Linked DNA regions of Zea mays: region 1 is linked to region 2. A link is a contact called in public Hi-C data. All regions are on one chromosome and are shown on one strand. The core of a region is the stretch at or near the end of the contact, and the rest is flanking DNA. Distances in the headings are between cores, read along the strand shown.

The links. Hi-C and Micro-C count contacts between places; a contact is called where the count stands out from the background.
Region 1: a contact with region 2 is called in a Hi-C map of tassel, with 2.1 times the contacts expected there. The contact joins the promoter of LOC100275206 here to the promoter of LOC100382408 in region 2. A contact is called at or near these places in 6 of 25 Hi-C or Micro-C datasets (ear, endosperm, leaf and 3 more).

The regions. Positions count from the first base shown.
Region 1 is chr5:166,097,209-166,099,908 of Zm-B73-REFERENCE-NAM-5.0, forward strand. It overlaps LOC100275206, which reads left to right and starts at 1,438. Exons shown (of 4, transcript NM_001149352.2): 1 at 1,438-1,526. LOC100282665 reads left to right here. Exons shown (of 5, transcript NM_001155573.2): 5 at 135-459. The coding sequence ends at 197.
Region 2 is chr5:165,940,062-165,942,761 of Zm-B73-REFERENCE-NAM-5.0, forward strand. LOC100382408 reads right to left here and starts at 1,399. Exons shown (of 3, transcript NM_001175152.1): 1 at 793-1,399; 2 at 1-43. The coding sequence starts at 813.

The DNA.
Region 1 (2,700 bases), core at 188-2,687, 160 kb after region 2:
AATCCTAAAACCTTTCTACCTCTGGCTCTCATGCACTCCCTTCTCTGACCTGCATCAACTAACCGCACCACCAGCTTTTTTCGTGTGGATGCAATGATGAATTGATGATACTGATGACGCTCTCTACTTTACAGGAACTCACCTTATCCCTTGTAGCAGATGGTGTCTCACGAGACAAAATCTTAACGAACTACTGAAAGCGATCTCCGGTCTCTGATGTATTTTATGACCAGTTAGGCCTCAACGTGTAAACTTTATTGCTTAGGCCTGGCTGTGATGTTCCAGTGATATATGAATAAACTACTGAACTTGAGACGAGGATGTAATGTTCAGTGATATATTATATGAATAAACTACTGAATTTGAGGCGAGGACAATACTGTGGTCAAGTTTCGGTTTGGTTCATATAAATGGCCGCAGTAACATGCTTCTTTATCCTTCATGCAAGTAAAATGCTCCCTCTACTGCTTGTCAACCCTGAGGGCCTGTTTGTTTGGTCTTAATTGGGCTGAATTAGAATTAGATTCTAGGGCAAGCCTGTTTGGATGCACTTGAAATTGGAAATCAACATTCCACTCACTTTCCTAGCCCAAATCTAAAGCCCACAACAGATTCTTAGCTTGTGAAGACAGAAAACGATTCCTCTCCCCTCCCTCCCAGCAGGAGCTTTTGTTATTATAATACTCATTTCATTAGGCTTCTTCTTTTTAGTACTTATAATTTTACCTTCTCCATAATAGTATTCATAGGTAACCCTATTCTTTAAAATAGTACTTCGACCTCTTTTTAATCATTTCTATTTTCTTTTCTTATTTCTCAGCACCGTACTCCCTACTTTTCCTCTCTCCCTCCACATCTCTATTCATCACAAGAATGCATACATACATACATACAACAGACTAGATATCGCAGGTGTAATTCTCAGATGCATCAACAAGTGTGATCATATTTATTACTGACGTACTGACCGGTTAGGTTATATATCACAGTAGCTATCATCCACGGCTGAACAACTCCAAGTAATTCCCTTGTCTATCATTCGTCTTCCATCTTCATGCCAAATAAAAATAATATACAAAACTACTACTATCTACCTTGACAAGAACATGTTCAAACGGTTGCTGGTGACCCTCATCCCTCAGCCGGTCAATAGCATCTAAGCAAACTAGACACAAATACTAGCATTGGCAGTATGAATTCCTGCTAGAACTGATATAGCAGTACGGCTAATTTAGGTGGTGAGAAATAAGAAAATAAAATGAAAACAATTAAAAATGGGTTAAAATACTATTTTAAAGGATATGTTCACTTGTAAGTACTATTATAGAGAAGATAAAATTGTAAGTACTAAAAGAGAGCAGCCTGATAAAAGGAATACTATAATAGCAAAAAGCTCCTCCCAGCAGTGCACGCGTGAAGCTCGGCGGCGGCCGGCACGGTGCATCCTCCGCTCTTGCCTCACCTCCCGGTCCATCCTCGCTGCTCACGCGTGCCTCACCTCGACAGCAGCCTTCCCTCGCGACAGGGTGAGCACCCTTCCCCCACCTCGCTGCTTCTGACCCGCGAGCCGCGCTGAGGAGATCTCGAGGTGCCCTCCTCCGCCTCGGCGGGCTCGCCTGCCTTGCGGGTCGCGGTCGCGTCGCGGATGGACCTTCTGACTTGTCCGGTTCTCCCCGCCCCTGCGTGCGCTGCGAGCTCGGCTGCGTGCCTTCGTGAGAGGGGGTGCGAACGGCCAGATGGGGATCTAATCAGACAAGCGAACGAGGACGGGAACGGGCACGGGGGTGCCGCGCCCGCGATATCCGTCGTCCCCGGCGAGGCGGCGACACTGCTGCTGTAGGTGCGAGCCGTAGCTACTGGCCTGCCGTAGCTACTGTAGGCGGCGACACTGCTGTAGGTGCGCCCGCGACAATTGCATTCTTACAATTGCCTCTGATTATTGACAACGCTCTGCAGATCAGTTTCCTCTTGCAATATAACAAAGTTCAATCCTGGTAGATGCACGAAAAGACACTCCGCAGAGGAAATTTACCATGAAACTCAAACCCGAACAGCCTCCATGTATCCTCACAGCAAGAAAGATATCTAGATTTCATATATTCAGCAATTTCATCGATACCATCAGAGCTAGTCTTTTCTTGATCTACTGTACCGTCACCCTTTGTAGATTCTGAAGCAGATGACTCACGATTCTTGAACCTCATTCTATGCACAGTCAAATCCTTTGTTGACATACTTAATAGACACTTGATCAGATAGGTTTGGTTACAGGCCTCAACATCAATATGTGCCTGGCATTTCTTGAGCACAGTGCACAGATAGACTATGTGGCACAACCCATAGACTATCTACTTGTACATTCCCTTTCCAGGCAAGAATACCATTTTTCTGCGCCTGTATAGTGGGTAGCCAGCTTCGTAAAAAAAAAACTGTTTCAGATCTAAATGACTTAGGCCTTTTAAACAATAGCCATCTCTCGTGCAAGGACTATTTGGATTAGCTGAACCACACGGGTCTTGTATCATAAACTCTTCAACCAGGAAGAATCCTAACGGATCAGCACTAGGATCAGGTAACTCAGCAGATATATATCTATCAACGTTAAGATTCGATTTGCTGGTCAGCGAGTCAAAATGGCTCGCCCAGCTGGACCAGCTCATGTGGAACCATGCCTAGGAGCTCTCCAGCTGAGAACCGTTG
Region 2 (2,700 bases), core at 149-2,648:
CCTCATAGTGTGCACCTTTTAAGTCCATTCGGCGTATTATCACCTGCAAAAACATGTCATACACTCTTAAATTCACTCGCAGCAGAAACTAGTAATGCAAGATGTGAATCAAATTCACTTTGGTAAAAGAAAAGGAAGTACTTAGGCAAATAGGAGCCAGTATATTTCGGTGATTAGCACAATAGTACTCAAATGGGGTTGATCTTCACTCGCCATCTCTTAAGGAAAATAAAACCTTGAGGCCTTTTTCGGCTGCATGGGGATTAGAGACGATTGAGGGAGATTAAATATCTTTCTATTCAATTTTGACTAGCAAAGGATTTAACCCCCTTCAATCCACCTCTAACCGAATAAGCCCTCAAGGGGCAAAGTTCGTCAGTTCTGAAACAGGCAGTTGGCATCAGCAGTTCTGATATTATGTCCCAAAAAGATATTTACCAAAATCTTTTGTTTTATAAGATTTGGTGATCTAGGACTTCTTTTGGGCTATGTGGCTAGTTTTGCTTGTGCACTGCAACTCGCAATATCTTTTGGGTAGTAAAACTTAGAACTCAGCTTACACTGTGTAGATATGCTAGTAACTGGCAAAACAGATGGGAGTAGAATTCAGTGCCAAGGGCACGCTAGATTTGTTCCAAATACAGAACAGAGAAGATAAGGCATCACATATAGGAAAATAATCCCAAGTCCGAAACTCCGAATGAACAGTCAGTCTACAAGATCACGTTTTGGGAACAAGATGCTGTGCAAAATGGGTAATAGCACAAGATGGAGAAACAGAATGCAGCAAACCTGCATGGCTCCGAGGTTCATCCGGTCGGTGACAACATGGAAGACGTGCTTGGAGGGATCGTTGGAGTTGGCAACGGCGGAGCGCACGACGCACGAGGCCGCGAGCACGTTGTCGGAGAAGATTGCATAGTGGAAGAGCGCGGGGTCCTCGAGCGCCGGCGGTGGCGGCACCGGGTCCGCGTACTGGTCGGGCCTCGCAATCCGCTCCGCGGTGAGGCGGACAGCGAGGCAGTGGAGCGGCTTGGGGATGGACTTGGCGGCGATGAGGGAGGCGAAGGCGCCGCGCTTCTTGGCGCGCGCGAGCAGCTCGTTCTGCGCGAAGATGGTGTCCTTGAGGCGCTGGATCTTGAGCTGCGGGTCGAAGAGCGGCTTGGAGTCGGCGATGGCGGCGCGCGCGGCGCGGATGAGGTCCTTGGCTTGGAGGTCGAGCTGGCGGGAGGACGATACGTTGGCGGAGGAAGGGTCCGAGGCGAAGTCGGCGGCTACGGAGAGGGCGCGGAGCGTGTTGGTGAGGTTGCGGTGGAGCGAGGAGAGGAGGCGGAGGTGTCGCGCGCGGTCCAGGTGGAGCCGGCGCGACGCCGCGGCGAGCGCGGCAGCGGATGCGGCCGCGTCCGAGGCCTGCTTCCGGATCTGCTCTGCCCGGAGGCGGTCCCCGTTCACGGCCGCGGACCCGGCCCAGGCACCGGGCGGCGCGGCGGCGGCGAGGAGGAGGAGGGCAAGAACCGCGACAGGACGCCCCGGGTTCCCGGCGCCGGCTACCATGGCTTCAGAGCTCGCACGCCGACGGAGCTTCTCGCATTGAAGGAGGGAGAGGAGAGGGTGTTGAGGGAGCAGACGAGGAGTGGTGTGCTGTACAGTGGTGGTGGGCTGGTGGCGGGGGGCTTGGGCAGAGAGAAGAGGACAGGTAGGAATTTAACTCACCGGGTAATGTAATGTGTTTGGGGCTTGGGCCTTCTTCGCCGCGTCGCCGACACCAACAGTATGATCTCACTGGCTGGTGGGGCAACAGACACCGAGTCCTACATGGCAGTGGAAGTAGCTACAAGTAGGAGCTGGGAATCAGGTTGTGGGCCGCGGGGTTCGTGGCCTGGTACCAGATTGACGCGAGTCGGTGTTCTACCAGTGGGCCCACGACTCAGCGTTTCAAGGTCTGGGTGTTTCGGCGGTGAGCCACCCACCAGGCAGGGCCGACGGGGAAATGTCCATTAGCCGAACCATCATGCAGGTGGTGGTGCGCGGTGGCCGGAATTCTGGTATTGGGAGGATGGATCCGGATCGGATCTTACGCGCCGCTCCAACTGCGAGCATGCTGGATTTACAATGTAATGCTGACCTGAGCACATCCTGAGTAAGATTGAGCACATTGCGTAATTTTATCTTCAGCGGCTTTACTTATATCACCTTCTATTTTAAACTCCACTTTATAAACAGTATATATCTACTATGCGGAACAATATTTTTTACAATCATCATATACACGATTGTTGTGCATCTGGCCCCATGCCCAAATGAACAGCTTAGTCTGACACATCATAGACCCGTCTAGACATTACCACATAGGCACATAGCCGTGATTATTAATGGTATCGTGCCGCATCGGCCCACAGGCTAGCTTAGCCCAAATACGACTTAAAGACTTGCTAGCTGGTCCATTGTATTGTCTGGACTAAGTTGATTTCTCAAGCCACTTAGACTTCAAAGTTTTAATAGATTTATTGACACAATACCTAATAATATAGGTAAAAGATCATGTCGAATCACGTTCGATCTAGGACACGGCCTAAGACCATCTCCAACAGATCCTCTATCGCATCCTATATTTTAAATTTTTCTCTACAAACAGTGTCAAACAATGTCATCCCCTATTTTACACACTTCACTGGAGATAGTCGAAGCACCACATACTTA